Linked DNA regions of Oryctolagus cuniculus: region 1 is linked to region 2. Evidence: chromatin contacts called from public Micro-C data. All regions are on one chromosome and are shown on one strand. Each heading gives the region's core, a stretch centred on a gene start, on an enhancer-like site or on the middle of the called end of the contact. The rest is flanking DNA. Distances are from core to core; before and after follow the strand shown.

Region 1 (4,387 bases), core at 1,558-4,057, 140 kb before region 2:
GCAAAAGTGTATACGAGGCCGGTGCTGCAGCTCAATAGGCTAATCCTCCGCCTAGCGGCGCCGACACACAGGGTTCTAGTCCCGGTTGGGGTGCCGGATTCTGTCCCGGTTGCCCCTCTTCCAGGCCAGCTCTCTGCTGTGGCCGGGAGTGCAGTGGAGGATGGCCCAAGTGCTTGGGCCCTGCACCCCATGGGAGACCAGGATAAGTACCTGGCTCCTGGCTTCAGATCAGCGCGGTGCGCGGGCCACAGCGCGCCAGCCGTGGCGGCCATTGGAGGGTGAACCAACGGCAAAAGGAAGACCTTTCTCTCTGTCTCTCTCACTGTCCACTCTGCCTGTCAAAAAAAAAAAAAAAAAAAAAAAAGTGTATACGAAACGGGAAAAGAGGATACGGGAAACAGGGAAAACAGGCAAGGGGGCTCAGGAGTGTGGCAGGTGTAAGAGACTAGTGTTTACTACTTTGCTGATTGGTGGTAGTCTGGACAAAACCATTTCCTAGTCAGCCGAATGCGCCAGACAGTACACAGTAGCCCACAACAGCCCAGCAGGCGTGCACACAAAAGATAAAGATAAATTCCAAGTCCTACTTCCATTTAACAAGGTTGCTCCTGATAATTTGCTGCTGCTCCTGTCACAGTCTCAATTTATAGTTGAGAAATCAACCATGGGCTTCCTAACTATCAGATGTCAACTCTCTTAATCACCAACTACAATTCCAACAAATACCTGGGTCAGAAGCAAGAGCAGGAAGTTCAAAGTTAGTGTGGCACAAAGAACCCTCTAGTGGGGTGCTGACACATTTGGGTCATGCCTGGGTGACATTGAGCAAACTGCATAACTTAAGGTCCTTCCCACCTCTAACACCTTACAGTTTTAGAGAGCTAAAGAGAGCGGAAGATCATCCTTGTTTGATATGTAACAGACAAATAACAGCGACATTAGGCAAGCTTGTTTAAATATGAATTAATGCCTCTCCCATTATCTAGATGGGGTAACACCCTTTGGTGATATGATATGTCAAGGTCTCCACTGACTGCTGGAGAAATGCCAGACTTCCTTCTGGCATGGAAGGCTTTCCACATTTGCCCAACTTTATCTAACACTTCATACATTCAGATGTCCAACGCTCCGCTCCGGCCCTTCTGGTTTCCTTATCACCACTTTACCTCTTGCTTAATTCTTCGCCACCACCCACTCTCCTAGCCAAAGTTCTGTAACCTTCATGAAACCTTCCAAACTAAAGTTCTACAACCTTCTTACAGACTTCCCACTGCTCAAATTATTTCGTCTATCGGTCTCAGCTCTTCAGCTCTGCATTCCTACAGGACTAACTTACCTAGTGGTCGGCATTGTCTTCATTCACAGATAAGAAAATTGGGCCCAGGGAGGCTAAGCTATGAGAAGCAGCAGCTACACCGGATCTCATTCGCTTACCTTCAAAGCCCACACTTCTTTTCATTGTACCAAGCTGCTTCACATATTAAAAAACTATAAGGGGAGGATGTGGTTAAAAAAAGTCTATAAACCAGTTTTAAAACCGCTTGTTGTGACATAAACTCAGATACACCACATCCTTTGAACCATTCCGGTAATAAACGCTTGGAGTAGCATGGATAGTTTTTAAGGGGGTTGTTAGTCCTGTTTCCCAAGCCAAGCATTAAAAAGATAATTCAGAGTAAATGACAGGTGGGTGGCTACCGGGGGAGAGGGGTGGCAATATGGCATAAGAAAATACTAGAAACGGGACGGGAAAGAGATGAAAGTGTAATATAAAATCATCAGAATGTGCAAGTATGGACTATGAGGCTGGGGAAGGAGTGAAGTACCGAAGTTGAGGGGCCTACATCTAGCCTTGGTAAGACACGCGCTTGTGTCCGGGGTGTCAATACACTGGCAGGAGGACACATGGCCAGAGACAGGAACTCCGGGGGGCTGCCAGCAAGTGCAGGTCGTGGGGCCCAGGGTGGGGCACGGCACCCTGGGTGGCCGTGGGCGCCGTCCGAGGGGCCAGAGGGCGCGGCGGGGGGCGAAGGTGAAGCGGCTCGGAGGGCACGGCGCGCCCAGACCCCAGACAGGACTTCTGTCTGCCCCTCAACAGCTGGCTGGCGTGCTTCAGGGTTCACACCCGCACTCCCCAAAGCCCTCCTGGGGTGGCTCCGGCAAGACCCTGGGGTCCTGCCCCTTCGCCTCCTCTATTCCCCGGGACTCTGCGAGGGGGCAGGGGGAAGCCGGAGGGTCCTTACCCAGAAAGATGGAGATGATGAGCCGCAGCGCCTGTTCTGACGCGCCCAGGGACGTCGCCAACTTGTTAAGGCTCAGCTCCTCGAAACCCGACCGCAGCTCCCTCATCGGCTCCACCACCGTCCCCACGTCCCCCTCCGCTGCGGACGCCATCTTAACTGCGGGCGCCCCCCGGGGACCCCCAGCTCCGCGCGCCCCGAATGTGGGCAAGACGCTGTGGCTTCACCCCCAATTCCGGCCCGGGGCCCGCCCACGGCGTGCGCATTGGCTGCAGGTCCGCCCAGCGCCGCCAGACCCACCCGGTGATTGGTCGAGGCGTGCAGGGGGCGGGGCCTAGCGCGGTAAGGTAGGAAGAGGGCGGGCCCGAACGTTTGTAAGGCAAAGGTGACTCCTGGCGAGAGGGAACGCCGGCCGGCGAGGGCGGGGCGGGGCGTGGAGCCGCGACCCAGGGCGGCGATTGGAAAAGTCCGAGGCCCGCGGCGCGCTGACGGTGCCGCTCGGATCTAACTGCTCGGGGGAGGAGTCCGCGAGGGCAAGTGTCCGGCCGGCTCGCTCGCTGCCTTCCCATTGGCTGAGACGGGAGCAGGCGAGAGTCGGGGCGGGGAGGGGGCCGTCACCCGACCGCGAGGTTACTGTCGGTCGCCGGCGCGCTGGGGTTACTGGGGCATGTAACGGGGAGGCGGGAATTCCTGCTGCAGCCCCTCGAGCGCCCCCTAACGGCGCTTCCCGGCCGTTCTTCGGTTCCGGAGCCGTTAGGCGAGCCGCCGCCACTGCCCAAGGCTGTGCGGGGAGAGCCGGGTGCTCCGGCAGCACCTTCTTATTTTTTATCCCACGGATCCTTTCCCTCATGCAGTTTCCTGTAGTAAAACGTGACCTTCCTGTAGGAGGCGATGAAATCTAAACATGCCGAACGGGCACCTGTTAATTAAAAATTAAACTAGTGCTGTCACTGAGTTATACATATGCTATAGTGTTCCAACGGCGCTGACGCGTAAGGCAGAGCCCTTTCTTTGCACCTGCCTCCCATTCTCGCTTCCAACAGGTAATCCCTTGTTAAGGCTTAAAAAAAAAAAAAGTGTGTTGCACTTAGCATGTGTCAGGACCTGTGCTGGGTTTGTGAGCATCATCGTGAGCCCGAAGCCCAGGCGTGGGGATGACGCACAATTAATAGCATCAATGACCATGTAATTGGCCGTGAAGGCGAGCACTCTGCAGGACAGGATCAAGGTTCCATGAGCGTCTGAGACAAAGGAACTCTTGTAATAACTGGAATTTGCAGGGCATTCTTGGACAATTACAGCTCGTGCTTTTTTAGCCCTTTGCACTTTTTACCTACTAGGGCACTTAATGTGTCTGTGCAGCAGGGTGTTTGTTATTACCGTGTCCTCTTAGAGAAACGGATGCTTGGAGAAGCTCAAGACCTTGCTCCGTTCATTTCCCAGCCTGCGGCAGAGAGAGAATTTAAACTTAGGTCTGTCGATTCTTCCCAGTCACCTTTTTACAGGGGAGGAAGTATGTCATTTGTTTAGAAAAGTATTTAGTGGGACCAGCAGTGTGGTGCAGCAGGTTAACACCCTGGCCTGAAGCACTGGCATCCCATATGGGCACCAGTTCAAGACCCAGCTGCTGCTCCACTTATGATCCAGCTCTCTGCTGTGGCCTGGGAAAGCAGTGCAAGATGGCCCAAGCGCTTGGGGCCCTGCACCCGCATGAGAAACTCCAAGGAAGCTCCTGGCTCTTGACTTCAGATTGGCCCAGCCCCAACCATTGTGGCCATTAAATGAATGAACCAGCGGATGGAGGACCTCTCTCTCTGTCTCTGCCTCTGTAACTCTACCTCTCAAGTAAATAAATAAATGTGGTTTTTTGTGTGTGTTTTTATTTTTAAAAAATTCTTCTGGAAAAGTGCCCTTGTTGAATGAGAGGAATGAGCAGAAGCAGTGTCACAGGAGAGAGGCCTCTGGTGAGGTGTTCACAGAGGGTTTTCTGCTAAAACTTTGGCTTTGACTTTATTGTCCCTCCAAAAAGTCACAAAGCAAAATGTCTTGGACATCTCCCCAGATTGTTGCCATGGCCTTTGCTCTTGCCCAGTCTGTTTTCACCTTGACTGGCCATTTCTACGTCTTGGTAGCCATTGCTTTGATCA
Region 2 (4,980 bases), core at 856-3,355:
CAGGTTGTTTGCCCTGTCAGATATTCAGATGCTTTAACATATGTTTATTAAGTGCCACAGAGTTTAAAATATTAGGACATTTAATGTTTATTTCTAAAACAGGGAAAATGCAGTGTATTGTTTAGGAGCCTGGACTCTGGAACCAGACCAACTAGGCCAGAGGTCACTCAGCCTGCCGCCTGTTTGTGCATAGTCAGCAAGCTAAGAATGATTTTGACATTGTTAAATAGTTGAAAAAAATCAAAAGAAGAATATTCAGTGACATATGAAAATAATATAGATTTAAAATTTCAGGGCCTACCAAAAGTTTTATCGGAACACAGACATGCCTGTTTGATGGCTGCTTTCATGCTACAACAGAGTAGAGAAGGGTGATACTGTGTGGATGCAAAACCAAAAGTACTTACTGTTGGTTCCCTACAGGCCCTGTAATCTAACTTCAGATCCCAGCTTTGTGATTTATTAGTATAACCGGGGGTAAGTCACTGAACCTCTCAGTTTCCACATCTGTAACACAGAGACCACAATTATTGTTATTACTAGTAGTTATTACGAGGACTAAATAAATCAACACTTCCAATTTATGAGGACTAAAAAAATCCATGTTTGCAATGTCTGGCACATGGTAAATACAACATAAGTGTCTAAAAATTGGAGGAATTTAACCTGTTATGCTTGAATCAAACATTAAAGAAGAATTAAAAATTATTTTTATTTCATAAAAATTACTACTTATGGAGCTAGCACTGTGGCGTAATAAGCTAAGCCTCCATCCGCAGTGCCAGCATCCCATGGGTGCCGGTTCATATCCTGGTTGCTCCTTTCCAACCCAGTTCTCTGCTTATGCCTTGGGAAAGCAGCAGAAGATGGCTTGAGTGCTTGGGCCACTGCACCTGCGTGGGAGACCTGGAAGAAGCTCCTGGCTTCTGGCTTTGGATCAGCGCAGAGGCCACTTGGGGAGTGAACCAGCAGATGGAAGACCTTTATCTTTGTCTCTTCCTCTCTCTGTAATTCTGCCTCTCAAATAAATAAATAAAAAATAAGAAAAATTACTACTTTTATGAATAAGAACGTAAAGATGAGCTTGAATTAACAAATCTAGAACTTCAGTAAAATAAACAAACACTAAACAGTCAAGTAACCCTAACCACTGTTCCCAGCAAGTCTGGGAGTGCGGACCAGGTTCTGGGAATTCTCTGGTCTCGCAGACCAGAGCACTTCAGAGTATGGGATGAGCATTTGGCCCAGGTTAAGATGCCTGTGTCCCCATCAGAGTGCCTGGGCTCTATTTTTGATTCTGGCTCCTGACTCCAGCTTCCTGCTGATGAGGACCCCAGGAGGCAGTGGTGATGGCTCCAGTGGTTGCTGTCTAAGTGGGAGATCTGGATTGGGTCCTGGTTCTGGGCTTCAGTCCCAGGCTTCAGCCAGGCATCTGGGGGAGTGAACTAGCCGATGGGAGTTCTGTTCGTCTTTCTGCCTCTCATATAAAAAAAAAAAAAAAAACTCTCTAGAATTTATGCAACAAGGCTCCCCTAAAATTTGGAAACAGTGTTGTATAATGGGTAGGTAGCTGGAGTTATGAGTGGATTGAATTTTGATTTTCTAGATGTCTGATTTTGGGCAAGTCTTATCTGTGAGTGGGTTTGTTAATACCTGCTTTATACAGTGTTTACACCTGCCTGTTAGCAAGCATTCCATAAACCCTCTCCGGTCGCCTCGATGTTCTGACATTTTACCATATCATGTGCTTTCAGCTTTGGTCTCTGCAGGAGATCCCCCTTTTTAAAGTCTATTTTAAAAACAAATGTCAGTTTATAAGACACTCGGGATCTTCCCAGTGAGGGCAACCTGACACACAAGGGCTAGGGCTCCTTGTCTCCCGGAGAATGGGGGAGCGGGATCAGGGCACGGGGAAGTCAGGGAGAGAAGGTAAGGAGAAATGTTGCGGGCTCTCTCCCTCGAGGCACCAGAGCGTCTATTATCCCGGGTATGAAGTTACACTCCAGGCTCTCGGGCTGGGGAAAGGCGGGGGGCTCTGAGGCACACAAGCCTGGCCCAGGACGCCACCTGCTGTCCACCTGCCTCCTCTCGGGGTCCCCGGGCTGGGCTGGTACTTGGGTCTCGCGGGCACTAACCCGCCCTTGCTCATCTTCTCCCCGCAACCCTGAACCCCTCGTGTCCCTCACCTTCCTGGTCTTGGAGTCAGGGGGGACAGCAGGGCTTGTTTCCCAGGAAGCAACCTTGACATTGACACCAGAGCAGAATCTCCGGCAGACGGTGAAGCCTGAGGCGGGGTTCGTATTCCGTGGTTAAAAGCTTCTCTTGCACACGTTGGTGCAGAGGGGGTCCGGCCACCTTGGTGACCTTGACCAACGATGAGGGAGGAAGGCGGGGAGAGGAGCAACCCGCCGCGCCTTCCCAGGACGCGCCCAGCCGGAGGGCTCGGGATGCGCTGCACCCTATTTTAGTCTCGGGAATTCGTCATCATCCAGGGCTGTTTCCCGTGGCGGGGGGTGGGTGGGTGGGTGGGCTAGGTCTCAGTGACGCTGCCCCTAAGGGGACAATTTGGAAGGAAGGCAGGGCTAGGAGTCTGAAGAAGGCCCTAGATCTGACCCCCAAAGCCCCTGGTGTTAGGACCTTTTTCTCACTTGGGCTCGGGAAGATGAGCCAGCCCCATTTTAGCGGGGGAAACTGAGGCTTAGAATCACGATGCGCCCTCAGAGAAGAGCTAAGCCCGGGATTCCGCGCCGTCGGCTTGCCCCCTAAGCCCAGGAGACCTCTCAGTTCTCTTTGAGCATTCCTTCTAAAAAATTCCTAGCGTCCGCGACCCCTTGGAACGCTCGCGGAGCCTACTCGCCAAGACTTCCCCTTTAAGGCGCTCCTACCCCTTTAAGACTCACGGCTCCTCCCGTCACGCGGCGTCGCAGTCTTAAGGCCACGCCTCCTCTATCGGCTTCCGCAGGGCCTCGACGGGAGCGCGGCGGTCACGTCCCCTTTAAGACTGAGCCCCGCCTCCGACTCTCCGCCCCCTCCGCTCCCCTCCCCCAAGTCCGCACCAGGTGCCCCGGCGGGTCGTGCGGCGCGGCGCGCGGCGGTGAGCTCTTGGCCCCAAAGGGTCGCGAGGACAAGTGCCCCAGCTTCTCCCCGGTTCCTGCGGTGGCCTCGCGGGTCCCGGGGGAGGGGCTGGAGCAGCCACCGCGGAGTGGGAGACGGGGTGGTCGGGGGCGCGAGCGAGGTGGGCTGGGACCGGGCCGAGCGGGGGGAGGGGCTCAGGTGATTTGGGGGAACTGGATGGCGCCCCGCAGCGCTCACGGGACGCTGGGGGCGCGGGGGTCGGGGTGGACGGCCCGGCGGCGCCCTCCCTGCTGCTTGCCCCGCCAGTGTCCCTGTCTAGCCCGCTCAGTGAGGCGTGCCTCGTATCCCCCTGGGGTCCGCGCCCCTTTGTGGGGGGCGGCTGTTGGCCGGCTCCGCAGCTGAGACCACAGCCGCGGGAGCCGCTGGCGGGTGCCGGCTCTGCTCGGACGGCCGGCAGAGGTGGGGGGCCCAGCGGCCGGCACAGGGGCAGAGGGTGGCCAGCGGCCGGCAGCCTGGCCCGGGTGGGACAGATGTCCGTCACCTCCCTCAGCACCGGGCTGGGGAAGGGGCTGGCTTCGGGACCTCACTTCCAGACCTGTGTCCATCAGGGGGCTGGCGGTCACCATGGCGATGCGGGAGCTGGTGGAGGCCGAGTGCGGGGGTGCCAACCCGCTCATGAAGCTGGCCGGGCACTTCACGCAGGACAAGGCCCTTCGGCAGGAGGGCCTGAGGCCTGGGCCCTGGCCCCCGGGAGCCCCCGCCGCAGAGGTGCGTGGCCGCGGACGAGCGGGAGGTTCCTGTTGGGGCCCCCTTGGGAGAGCTGCTTTCTCTATTGTGTTGCAGATAGTAGTAGTTAGCAGTTAATGAGCGCTGACTAAGCGCCGTGCATCTTTATGTAGATAAAGGCGACCATTTTATGGATGAAGAAACTGAGTCCCTGGGAAGGCTCTGGACTTGCCCAAGGTCATGTAAATGGCTGTGGCCTTCGTCTGAATCCTAACGCTTTTCTCTCTCCTTGTCTTAGGTCTCCAAACCTTTAGGAGTAGCCTCTGAAGATGAGGTACACGTATTAGTTTTTTTTCTATCCTATTTTTTTTTCTTACCTTTAAACTTCACCCGTGTTTTGGTCTTTGGACTCTACTGATCGCGTGACATTTGTCTGCTTTTTCATTCTTTGTGTTTCTTAAAGCTAATGAAAGAACGTTTCTCTTTATTGGATGTGCGGTTTGCTTCCCTTGTCTGCTGTCCGACATCAGTGTCCCTTCCCAGCGGGCCCTGCTGGTTGTCGGGGGCCCCCTGACTCTTTGGGTGCGTGTCCCCATCTTTCTTGATAGCTGGTGGCCGAATTCCTGCATGACCAGCATGCGCCGCTTGTGTCCCGCGCGCCTCAGACCTTCAAGATGGACGACCTCCTGGCCGAGATGCAGGAGATTGAACAGTCCAGCTTCCGCCAGGCTCCCCAGAGAGGTGGGTGCAGCGTCCCCGGAGCTCGTGCCTGGGGACCTGCGATGCAGGAGGAGTCGGAGGAAGCCGGTTTTCCTCTTAGGTGGGATGACGTGAAGTGTAGTGAGTTATTTTCCTTCCTTAGGGCCTGTGTCTCTGTCTTTTCAGCCCCTGGTGTGGCAGACTTGGCGTTATCTGAGAACTGGGCCCAGGAGTTTCTGGCAGCAGGAGATGCTGTGGACGTAACTCAGGATTATAATGAGACCGACTGGTCGCAGGAATTCATCGCTGAAGTCACAGGTGAGGCTTGTCATGGACAATCTACAGTAGCTCCTGTGGGGCAGAGTTCTGTAGCGTTTCCCTAATCGTGGCATATAGGGTTATTCTGGTCGCCCAGGATTTTCTGGTCTCTTGCTAGTTTTTGCAGGACGCTGGATGATGATAGGAAATTGAAACTTACAT

What was found. A called contact is a pair of places that touch in the nucleus more often than the background predicts.
Region 1: a contact with region 2 is called in a Micro-C map of ear pinna, with 4 times the contacts expected there. The contact joins the promoter of LPCAT3 here to the promoter of PEX5 in region 2. A contact is called at or near these places in 2 of 6 Hi-C or Micro-C datasets (ear pinna and an unstated tissue).

What each region holds. Positions count from the first base shown.
Region 1 is chr9:102,519,347-102,523,733 of mOryCun1.1, reverse strand. It overlaps LPCAT3 (lysophosphatidylcholine acyltransferase 3), which reads right to left and starts at 2,807. Exons shown (of 13, transcript XM_002712747.5): 1 at 2,244-2,807. The coding sequence starts at 2,394.
Region 2 is chr9:102,374,258-102,379,237 of mOryCun1.1, reverse strand. PEX5 (peroxisomal biogenesis factor 5) reads left to right here and starts at 2,105. Exons shown (of 15, transcript XM_070049300.1): 1 at 2,105-2,294; 2 at 3,684-3,843; 3 at 4,100-4,135; 4 at 4,410-4,542; 5 at 4,687-4,818. The coding sequence starts at 3,700.